Regions from separate parts of the Mus musculus genome. Here all the other regions are linked to region 4. A link is a contact called in public HiChIP or PLAC-seq and promoter capture Hi-C data. All regions are on one chromosome and are shown on one strand. Each heading gives the region's core, a stretch centred on a gene start, on an enhancer-like site or on the middle of the called end of the contact. The rest is flanking DNA. Distances are from core to core; before and after follow the strand shown. Region 1 overlaps Rhobtb3 (Rho-related BTB domain containing 3). Region 2 holds the start of Clptm1l (CLPTM1-like). Region 3 holds the start of Tert (telomerase reverse transcriptase). Region 4 holds the start of Erap1 (endoplasmic reticulum aminopeptidase 1).

Region 1 (2,700 bases), core at 22-2,521, 1.2 Mb before region 4:
ACTACAACTGTGACACATTAGGCCACTTCCATTGTAAAAGAATGAAATTATTTTCTAACCACTCTTAGATCTCCATGAGGTGTAATTACAGCCTCCGGAGAAAGACAGTACATACATCATTTCTGTTATTTGTGTCAATAGCTATTGCTTATGGAATTGCCTATAAAATGTGCAAATCAGAGGTGCAGGACATCCTCTCAGGAGCTGTGGAAGACCTGGATGCTGTGGCAGGGGTCAGTACCTTACTTGGGTGGGAACTGAAAGAAATCTGAAAGGTCACATCTTTAGTACCTATGGTATGATTCTTCTTAGCAGAGGAAATGGTCCTCTGGATAACAGAATTATGAAATATGCTAATTCTGTAATTATGAACTATGGCATCAGAGAAGTCACCATTTAGACAACTTTTTTATGTAGCACTACCATTTAAAATCTCCAGAGGAAAGTCTGGGTCTACCTTCCTGGTTGCCAGGCAGTGGCTGCCCACAAAGGGCATCCTCCTCTCGGCGGCCTTCCACCTGGTGCACTGGCCATCTGCTTGGGATTTGGAAGTTCCTGCCGTGCCCTCATGGGTGGGACTGTTCGTTTTCAGCTTTAGAAGCACCCCAGTTATTACTGGAAACCTACTAATTGCTTCTCTTCACAGCACTCGTTTTCATTTCTAGTTTTCTCTTCTTAGGAACAGGGTGTGTGTTTCTTGGGCTGCCTCACACTTGTCTGTATAGCCAGGGCTGGTTTTGAATTCCTTACCTTCCTGCCTCTGTCTCCCAAATTTCTGGTGAGAATTTTTTGTGTGTAAAGTTGTTAAGAAATCAGGAAGCTAGGATGGAAAAGGATCTCCTGCCATGGCAAGCCTTCCAACCCGGCTAAGTAGCTCATCCCCCACTTTGATTTGCATACACTAGAGTTTTAAGAAGACATACAGCAACACACAGGAAAAGCTGATTCTTGCTGTTGGTGGATTTCTTTTGCTCACAGTTGGTTTAATTTAGCTAAGTGTTTGGTTATGTTGTACAGAGTGACTGTTTAGTGCCTGTTTTTACTGCCACCAGAAGTAACTTTTTTTCTGCTATCACTTTTTCTGGAGTTCAGACTCCCTCCCTCCCTTCCGTCCTTCTTTCTTTCCTTCCTTCCTTCCTTTGTTGTTTTTTGTTTGTTGGTTTGAGGCAGGGTCTTATTCTGTAGTCCTGGCTGTTTTGGAATTCACTGTGTAGACCAGGCTGGCCTAGATCCATCTGCCTCTTCCTGAAAGTGCTGGGATTAAAGGCGTGCACCACCACACCCAGTTTGGAGTTCTTTCTTTAAAAGGCTACCTCAATCTTTTTTGCCTCCTCAGGAAACCAAGACAACTGATTTCCCTGAGTAAGCAGCTTGTTTACTGTCATTTAGATCCTGTAATCAGGATCTTGCTAATCCACATGCTGGCGAAGTTAAAGAGCAGGTGGAGAAATCAGACTGACTAAGCAAAATGAAATCCAAGTGCAAACGGAAGGGAGGGATCCCCAAACCCTTACATGTTTAAAGTGCCAGGTGTGCAGAAGGCAGGACGAAGCTTAGGGCCTTAACAGTGGAATTCACGAGTGTTGACTTTGGTAGAAGTCGCTCCAGTCAATGGAGGCGACCTTTACAGGACATGGGAAGCTAGAGAAGTCGAATCTAGTCACAGATTTGACGACTCTAATGGAGCTAAGCTTGAGCTGAGGGCCTTAGCTGAAACCCTGGTTCCTATTAAAGTGGGTGCAGAGTGTACAGCCTAAGGGGAGGCTGGAGGAGCAAGCTGGAAGTTACAGTGTTGCTAACTGGAACACAGAAAGTAACACCAAGTTATGGTGCGCCAGACTCTGGAGCACAGGAAGTAACAAGAATGAGTAGATTAACTGGTGGCTGTGACTGGATGGGAACTAAAGTCTGGGAGACTTTATAGAGTGTGAATGGTAGAGTTATCCACAAAGAAAAGGTAAATTTGTTATCTAGAGTAAAAGCAGAAGTTTTATTAAAAAAGAAAAGGATAACAGTCAAATGCTACTTGGTGGACGAGTATATGTCAATATAAATTGTGTAATAGCATAAGTCCTGATGGCCTTTTACCGATATTCTATTAAGTGATTATGGAAGGCTATGGGAAGGACTTGGAATATAAGAGTCTGAGCTCCTCTAATTGTTGGTATTTTATCTTGTCAAGAAATAAAGTACATGCAATTAATTTTTTTCTCTTAAAACTTTAGTGGAAGAACGAAGTTTTGTTGAAAAGCACAGATGGCCATCAAACATGTACTTGAAGCAGCTGGCAGAATACAGGAAGTATATCCACTCCCGGAAATGTCGCTGTTTAGTCATGTGACCTGAGCGTTTGCATACATACACTTTTTTTTATTATGAAGAATGGGTACTTCTGGATTCCAGGAAAAATTCTTATAACTAAAATCAATATGTTTTAAAAGTCACCATATAGCTTCTTACTAGTTATCTTTTAAAGACTGTGGTGGTCTTAAAAGGGAACAAAAGCTACTACAGACTAAATTTATGTTTCACCTAGAATATAAAACTGTTAGACATTGGGTTCTCCTTTACGTTGCCCTATTGCTTTAATAACATCAAGATCTCTCCTAGTTAAGAGGTGTTTAATTAAAAAAAAAAAGCATCTAGGATAAATATAAAAATTTCATCATGTCTGAGTGGTTGCTCTGCTAAAATAAGGGG
Region 2 (2,700 bases), core at 112-2,611, 1.0 Mb after region 4:
TTAATTCCCAAAAGTTACTGTATATAGCTGAGCATTGAGATTTATATTCTAATGCCAAAGGTCACTTACTTGTAAGTAACAAGTGAACTAACTACTCTTACTAGGTAGGCCAATGTATCATTCCTTGGGAGACTACATGGGCTGTAGTAAACCACGCTGCCCTTAGATTGCAGTAAAAGCTACTTGCTAAGTGACAAACACCTGTTACTTTCAGCTTGACTGTTTACACAGACCCTAGACAGGAGTGCTTCTATAGGATGTCCTCACTCTACATACAATGCTATCCATGACATCCTGGAACCCATCTCTGGCAATCTGTCCCACATCCACACCTTTCAAATTTGGAATCCACATCAAAGTCTTCCACGTTCAAGATCAGGTCCACATTGTTCTCTGCACCAAGGCTGGACCGTGTGGTGGTGTAAACACTCAGCTGGAAAGAGTGAGCAAGAATGAATAGCCAAAAGGTCCTGATAGAAAACATGTAACTATTGTGAGAGGGTAGCAATCTGAGGGCTACCTCTCAGAGGGTGAGCTTGGGCAAGATGGCCTGTGTGACACTGCTGTGAACAAGGAACCTAACTGTAGAGCTGACCTGTCCGGAATTCCCACTAGAAGCAGGAAGTGACACAGGTGATAAGAGGGCAGAGCTAGCAGCCTGACTCCCATATGGCTGGAGATCTCCTGTTAACTTCCACTGGGGTCCCGTTAGGAAACACGTGTAGGGCAACTGGATCTCAGTTATAATCGGGGTAGGGCAGAGCACCAAGGGGTAACAAGAGAGCAGCAGAGAACAGAGAAGTCTCAACTCCAGCTCTCACTGCCACCTAACCAGAACATTGGACAGTGACATCAGTGATAAGGGGCAAAACTGGTAGCCCGAAACCCTCTGACCAGTGCCAGTAGGGGGTGGGTGGTAGCACCCGGCCGGGAGGCGCCTTCTTAGGGCTCCCGGACGCTCACCTGCAGTTTGGGCCGCAGGGCCAGATAGGGCTGGATGCAGTTGGAGTCACCCGAGCACGGACGGGTATAGACGATACCGTACATGACCCAGCAGGTATGCACCACGTACACCAGGAACACGCCCACCACCAAGCTGGTAAAAGAGCTGCGGCCGCTCCACATGGCGCCGCAACCTGCGGGCCGAGCGCCGCCGCCGCCCGCCGCTCACGGGAGAGCCGCTGCGCGCCACCGCCACCGCCGCGGGGAAACCAACGCGCCTCGCGCGGGCCGCCGGCCGCCCCGCATGCTCCCGATAACCCACACCCGGCGCTGGGGGATTGGCCGGATTTGCCGGCCACCGCTTCCGGGAACCGAGCAGCTGGCGGAAGTGGACGCGCACGGCCCTCTGGGAGCCAGACGCTCCGCCACGCACTCGCAACCTCACGACGACCGCACGACCGGCGCGCGCGCGTGACGTCAGCCTCTTGCGCCGTACTCCCGGCATGCCTGTGGGAGCCCAGGTCCGCCACCAACCTTGGCGGCACCCGGTTCTTGGAAATTTTTTCTTTGCGTTGCTCTTCTTAAGGCCCTGTGCAGCCTTACGGCGGCGCCCCAGGATGATGGCGGGGACGACCCTGATCCTGGCTCTTCAAAGTCTAGGGGAGCGTCCAAAAGTTAAGAAAACACGGAGGAGACTCAGGAAACTCAAATACCGATTTCTCGGGTGTGAGGTTACTGTGTTGATAACATGCAGTTCAAGATGGCCAGAAAAGGTCAAAAAGAGTTTTTACAGGTCACTTGCCCCTTTTGTCAGAAGAATAAGTTCCTTTGCGGTAATATAAATCTTAATCCTGGCTAACATGCAAAGGTAGGTTATATCTCAAGAAGATCTTTTTCCCGGACTTCCCATTACTCATTCAGATAAAACCATCTGGGTTCTTAAATTTATTTATTCACTTTACATCCCGATGTCAGCCCCTACTCTCCTCTTATCCTCTCCCCTGTCCCCTCTCCCCTTCTCATCTCAGAAGGGGGTAGGCCACTCAGATAAACCATCGGAGTCCATTAATTGTTCACTTTACGTCCTGATGCCAGCCCCTACTCTCTTCCCTACTCCCTCTCCCCTTCTCTGAGAAGGGGAGGCTCCACTGGGTACCAACCCACCCCTGGCACATCAAGTCACTGCAGGACTGGCCACATTCTCTCCCACTGAGGCCAGACAAGGCAGCCTAGTTAGGGGAACGGGATCCACAGGTAGGCAACACTGGGACAGACCCGGGTCCATTTGTTGGGGAACTTGAATGAAGACCAAGCTGCACATCTGCTATATATGTGTTGGGGTGGGGTGTAGGTCCAGTCCATGTATGCTCTTTGGTTGGTGGTTTAGTCTTTGGGAGACCCCCAAGGGCCCAGGTTAGTTGACTCTGTTGGTCTTGTGGACTCCTGTCCCCCCCAGATCTCAATTCTTGCTCCAACTTTTCTATAAGACTCCCCAAGCTCTGTCTAATGTTTAGCTGTGGGTCTCTGTATCTGTTTCAGTCAGCTGCTGGGTAGAGCCTCTTAAGAGGACAGTTATGCTAGGCTCCTCTCTGCAAGAATAACAGAGTATCAGGTTCTTCTGGCCTTCATTTTAATCTTCTTAAATATTTCTTGGTTTAGGGTATACACAGTTTCTAGAGTGAAGTGGCCAGTGCTGTGACAGCCCAGGACGATGGCCTGCAGAGATCAAGCAAAAAATGATATTTCCTGTTTTCAGAA
Region 3 (2,700 bases), core at 127-2,626, 1.0 Mb after region 4:
GTGTGTCCTGCAGAGTGGTCCTGATGTCCTAGGCCTTGAGCCCAGAAAGATGATCTCCACCAGTCTCCTGGCCCCAGTCAAGTTAGGCTGGAGGTTGCTGAGTAGGAATGAGGGGTTTAGACGCTCTTGGCCATCTCCCCTGGAGTAAAGGAAATGTCTGGTCTCAATAAATGGCCTGAGCTGAAAGGCATTTTGGCGGGGTGGTGACAGCAGAGATGTGGAGCTGGGCTTGTGTTTACAGCACACCGACCCAGAGAGACTCAGGTCAGACACCTTTCCTTTAGAAGACAAATCTTTCTCTGCAGTAGGCACCTCGGGGGACCGAGCAGGACTTGGCACCCATGATTTGCCTGATGGGGTTGGTAGCACCTGCCTGTGGGGTCCCTCCTCCACTCTCGGGACAGGATAGCATCTGGCCTTCTTAGCTGAAGGCACACTTGTACTGGTGAGACTCAGATGCCTCTTTGTACCTCGAGATGGCAAGGCCAGGGGTTTCGGTGCTTCCTGGCGACTACTGCTCTTGATCTGTTGTAAGAACCTAAGGTTAGTGAAATTCCTGCCCACGGGTCGGGTGGGCCTGTAACTAGCGGACACAGAGGGCCAGATATCCGTGGTGGCACAAATTTGGTACAGGGGAGACCCACACACCTGGTAGGCACAGCTGGGGGGCACCAGAAGATAAAGAGCACAGTGTGCCAGCAGGTAGACCAGCAGGTCGTCGCCCACTCGGCTCAACAGTAGCATCCATGCACCACTGACACGCAGGGTCTCAATAACAGTGTTGGGCAAGTAGCTACGCACGCTACTAGTGAAGGCCATGGGAGGCCCGCCTCTGGCCTCGTTAAGCAGCTCAAAGCCAAAAGCCAGCACGTTTCTCTCGTTGCGCTCGCAGAGTCTCTGCACAACCCTGGCCACCAGCTCTTTCAGGGATGACACCTGGTAAGGAGAAGAGGGTCTTGACACATGAGCTAGACGCACTATCCCACGTCCTCCCGGCTTTCCGCCCCTGACCCATGGGGATCCCGCCTGGAGGCCCACCTGGTGGAAGGAAAGGTCGGCAGGTGGAGGCTGTGAGCCCCAGTGCATGCACACTAGGCATTGGGCAACCAAAGTGCGGTAGATCTTCGGGTCCCCGGGTTGCACAAGCCGCCTGCCCTCGGGCCCCAGGCGCCGCACAAAGGTTGCCAGCGGCCACACCTCCCGGTATCGGCTGCGCAGCAGAGAGCGCACCGCGGGGCAACGAGGAGCGCGGGTCATTGTGCTCAAGGCCGGGATGGGCCTCCCACGTGCGGGAACCAAGATGCAAGGGTGTGCTTAGAAAACAGCCAGGACCCAGGCCACTGAGAGTCCACGACGAAAAAGATGAGGCTGGGAACGGAGGAAGGGGCGGGATTCAGGCGGACCAAGCGTTGTAGCGGAAGGGGCGGGGTCGCAGCAATAGTACTTTTCCGTTGATGGTCACAATGCTGGTGCATGAGGACCAGGTGTGTTCCCCGGCCAAGTTCAGTGGTTGCTGGATGTGTTGGAGTAACGAAAGGGGGCGCACTCATGCAGGATTTCCCTCTACAGAATGCTTCTCGGGCTTCCTTTTCGCCCTGAGCTGGGAATCCCCAGGTGGTCTAGACTGGGGCGAGGTTTGGGCAAGCAAAGAAGCCTATCCTTGATGTATTGAAGGTTAGGTAGGCGGAGGGACCTAAGGTTTTGCCTGTTCCTGAGCTGACTGCTCCAGCCTGCTGTGGTTGACACAGACAGTGAGGTGGGTGGTGGCAATCTCAGTTCTTAATGATTACAGCTGAAATTCTACTATATAGGTTAAGGCTTTATTGTGGTGCGACCATACACTCAGATCCCAAATATGTTCCGTAAACACCCACCACCAAAGGAAGGGGACTAGGTAAAAGCCCTGCGTTAGCTTTTTTCACTGTTCCAGTGGCCTTCACCTCAGAGTCCAGAGCATCATCTCAACTCACGCACCCATAGCAAGGCCAGGGCCATTGGGTGAGGGCGCTTGCCTGTGCACACAGCCAAAGCGGCGACCTCGACCTTAGGATGGCAGCTCTGCTAGGTTGGCAACTGTGATAGTACTTGCACGTGTGAGGCGGGGGTAGGATAGGGGTGGGGGTTGTTGTTGGGGCATATGTAATGACACGACTCTGAGCCATAGTTAGAGAGGGGCTGCTGAATTTTGAATCTCTGGGAAATAGGGAATCTGTGATCTCTACTGTAGCTGAGTTTGGCAAACACTGAAATGCTAACAAATATAACCTTTGGTGCCTTCAGCTTTCTGAGGAAATTGCTTCTATCCACCGACCTAGCATTTGAACAGGCGCGTTTTCATATTTACTCCCTTATAGGAGGTCTGCCGCCTTGTAAATGCTCAGGATTACAGGAGCTATTTTAGAAGTCCGTTTAGTGGACATCAGTCTTTTTGAGGGGTTTGTTTGAGATTTGCTTAGTTCTGCTACTTAGGAGATATGGGCCTGAACTGAGAAATTTATGCCAACAATGAAGCTACCTTAGTGTAGTTCCCCAAAGAAACCAGCATAGAAAACAGTCTCAAAAATAAGAATATCGCGGGGCATGGTGGTGCACACTTGTAAGCTACCTTAGTGTAGTTCCCCAAAGAAACCAGCATAGAAAACAGTCTCAAAAATAAGAATATCGCGGGGCATGGTGGTGCACACTTGTAAGCTACTCTTG
Region 4 (2,871 bases), core at 8-2,507:
CTGAAAATGGCTCGTCACTTCTAACAAAGTATTTCAATGCAGAATTAAAACTATGTAAATATACTAGAATTTTCCTCTTGGGGCCACCTTAAAAAGCTGCTGATTCAAGGTACATTTCCAAATCTGATCAGGAAAGGGGTGGAGGGGGCTGGTGAGATGGCTCAGTGGGTAAGAGCACCAGACTGCTCTTCTGAAGGTCCGGAGTTCAAATCCCAGCAACCACATGGTGGCTCACAACCATCCGTAACAAGATCTGATGCCCTCTTCTGGTGTGTCTGAAGACAGCTACAGTGTACTTACATATAATAAATAAATCTAAAAAAAAAAAAAAAAAAAAAAAAAAAAAAACCTATGGCAGGAAAGGGGTGGAGGTGGGAGCTTTGACAACTGTGGCCAATTTTAAAAAGGTTTTAAATTATTGACCATATATGGAGCTGACAGGAATTCTGGCTTTCTAAAGAAAACACAGTTTGTCTTTCCAAACCCGGGTTACCCAAAGAACCATCAATAAAAGTTTAAACAAAGTGTGTTCTCTTGGTCCTTCCCTTCCTCTTAGGAAATTAACCATTCTAGCAACATAACAGAAAAGGCACTCATTTTGCTCAAACAAGTTCAAATAAAGCTTTCTCTATAATGGCCTCATGTAGCCTTGGGGGGCGGGATCCAGATAGTGATCAGGAGCGGGAGGGGGAGGGAGAGGGGAGCGGGAGAGGGAGGGGGAGAGGGACCGAGTTGGGAGTGGGGCCCGGTTTGCAGGGAGTACAGGCGGAAGAGAGGGAGCCTTCCGGACACTCTGTGCCCTCCCCAGCGCTTCTTCGCTTTCTCTGGGAATACTCTCAAGGTGTTCTCCACAGGCCGCTCCCTAGGTCCGCCCAGTCCTCCCTGGTCGCCATTAGGCTTTAGTGGGATGGACCGCTGGCCAGTCTCCAGCAGCTAGGCGGCTCGTGGTCAGCTCCTGCCAGTGACTCACTCGAGCCAGCGAGTACGCCGGCCCGGCAGCCTCGGCTTTCTCCGGGCCGGGCCGGCCAGCAGCGCCCTGCCGGGGCTTCACGCTCCTCGGCGTGCTCAGACTCCTGCTCCCGATCCTCCGCGCCCGTCCTGCGCACTTGAGCCCGGGCCTCCACCGGGGTCGGTTAGCCAGAGCCCACCCTCAGCTGCCCACAGCCCTGTACCGTGCGGGCCCAGTCCTCCACCGGGCCAGGCCGAGACTCCTCACCTTCATCACAGCCGCCAGTCTGGCCGCCCGGGACCGAAAGTGAAAGTGAAGGTGGACCGGCAGGGCACGTGGGGCTGAGGGTGAAGTGAACCTGCTAAGGCGCTAAAAGAGAGCAAGCCTAAGGGATCTAGCCAGGGCTTCGGGAACTCAAAGTTAGGGACCCTGATAGGGAATGCATTCTCCAGGACTGGCAGAGCACCAGGCAGGGAGGCGCACCCATCAAAACGTGGACTTTTTTCTCCTCCACATCTCGTGGTGTATTTGTTTTGTTTGCTAACTTCACTAACGGAAGAAATGCAGCAATGTGCAAAGGTAGTGCTCAAAATGGCATTGGCCTGCCAACTTGGAAGGACACCTATTGGATGCAGATGTTTTCATCTGAGAGCCCTGCCCCACCCCCAAAAGATTCAACCTGGGAAGTCAAATTCTGAGTGCTCTGGGGATTTTCTGTTCAGTGTAGGTACCTTATATGCTGGGGGGGGGGGGGGGGAGATTAGAGGTGGCCCCCAGAACTTCCCTACCCCTAATAAGGAAAAGACACTACACTACAGAGGATTGCTATTTATTTATTTATTTTTGGTTTTTCAACACAGGATTTCTCTGTGCAGCCCTAGCTGTCTTGAAACAGCCCTAGCTGTAGATCAGTCTGACCTCGTACTTGCCGATCCGCCTGGAGAGCCGGGATCAAAGGCGTGTGCTACCGCTGCCAGGCAAGGTTAGATGGCTTAGTGGTTAAGAACCCGCTGCTCTTTCAGAGTTCATTTGTTCAATTCCCAAGAAACTATAGGGTGGCTCACGACCATCTAGAAAGGAATCTGATGCCCTCTTCTGGCAGGTAGGTGAACATGCAGCACTCCTACATTTAAATAAATAAATTTAAAGCCAGTTTTACACAGAAGTAATCAAACACACATTCTAGTTCCTGTCCAAATATTATCCTGGCTGTTCCCCAGTTTGCTTAGGCCTAGTTCTCAGTGTCCTGCCCTTTGAGAACTTGGCATCCAAGCCTCTGAGCATTATTTCTCAACACTGTTTTCAATGCTTGTTTTTGCAAAAACTATGTACCACCAGGGACATTTTTTTTTCTTACAAAGGAAAACATTTAATTGGGGGCTGGGTTACAGTTTCAGAGGTTTAGTCCATTATCAGCATGGTGAGAAGTATGGAATGGTGCAGGCAGACTTGTGCTGGAGGAACCAAGCGTTATATTTGATCCGAATGTAGCCAGAAGAATACTCAGATTCTACACTGTTCAGAGCTTGAGCATTGGTTAGCTCAAAGCCCAACTCCACAGTGATGGACTTCCTCTAACAAGGCCACACCTCTTCATAGTGCCACTCCCTATGGGCCAAGCATAGAAACACATCAGTCTATGAGGGCTAAACTTATTCAAACTAGCACATTTATGCACAACATAAACTAGGCCTGATTAAGGTGGATAATATAATATCCTTTCTCCCACCCCAAGAGATAAAGCATCATATATAGTCCAGCCTGGACTGAATTCATGGGCTACCTACTTCAGCCTTCAGAGTAGTTGGTACTGTGGTATATACCAACCACTACATCCTGAAATCTTTGTGTCCTTGTGGCCTACCAACAACTAAACTACTAAAATACATAGTGCATCTATGGAACAGTACTAAAAATAAAAC

Evidence for each region. Promoter capture Hi-C pulls out the DNA fragments that hold promoters and counts their contacts. HiChIP or PLAC-seq counts read pairs in DNA pulled down with a chosen protein or histone mark.
Region 1: a contact with region 4 is called in an H3K27ac HiChIP or PLAC-seq map of embryonic stem cells, with 6 read pairs. The contact joins the enhancer-like site here to the promoter of Erap1 in region 4. A contact is called at or near these places in 1 of 39 promoter capture datasets (the C10 cell line), 2 of 15 datasets of contacts at CTCF or cohesin (large pre-B cells and pro-B cells), 8 of 484 Hi-C or Micro-C datasets (the G1E-ER4 cell line, cerebral cortex, cortical neurons and 3 more), 7 of 115 datasets of contacts at active chromatin or transcription factors (the NIH/3T3 cell line, cardiomyocytes, embryonic stem cells and 3 more) and 3 of 9 other capture datasets (adipose tissue, embryonic stem cells and liver).
Region 2: a promoter capture Hi-C map of liver shows a contact between it and region 4, with 4 times the contacts expected there. The contact joins the promoter of Clptm1l here to the promoter of Erap1 in region 4. A contact is called at or near these places in 3 of 39 promoter capture datasets (liver and pre-B cells).
Region 3: a contact with region 4 is called in a promoter capture Hi-C map of liver, with 2.1 times the contacts expected there. The contact joins the promoter of Tert here to the promoter of Erap1 in region 4. A contact is called at or near these places in 2 of 39 promoter capture datasets (both in liver).

Annotation. Positions count from the first base shown.
Region 1 is chr13:75,871,987-75,874,686 of GRCm38.p6, reverse strand. It overlaps Rhobtb3 (Rho-related BTB domain containing 3), which reads left to right. Exons shown (of 12, transcript NM_028493.2): 12 at 2,226-2,700. The coding sequence ends at 2,341. Among named protein-coding and RNA genes, the nearest start is that of Gm24163, 32 kb to the left of the region's middle. Within about 2 kb of position 1,271, at least 28 of the 459 cell types and tissues checked have an H3K27ac peak or open chromatin away from gene starts, as enhancers often do. A contact at or near this core is called in embryonic stem cells, where this site is marked.
Region 2 is chr13:73,602,663-73,605,362 of GRCm38.p6, reverse strand. It overlaps Clptm1l (CLPTM1-like), which reads right to left and starts at 1,361. Exons shown (of 17, transcript NM_146047.2): 1 at 964-1,361; 2 at 333-433. The coding sequence starts at 1,125.
Region 3 is chr13:73,625,587-73,628,286 of GRCm38.p6, reverse strand. It overlaps Tert (telomerase reverse transcriptase), which reads right to left and starts at 1,376. Exons shown (of 16, transcript NM_009354.2): 1 at 1,039-1,376; 2 at 1-936. The coding sequence starts at 1,257. RefSeq lists enhancers at 1,437-1,457, 1,598-1,617 and a promoter at 1,287-2,700.
Region 4 is chr13:74,638,239-74,641,109 of GRCm38.p6, reverse strand. Erap1 (endoplasmic reticulum aminopeptidase 1) reads right to left here and starts at 1,257. Exons shown (of 19, transcript NM_030711.5): 1 at 1,217-1,257.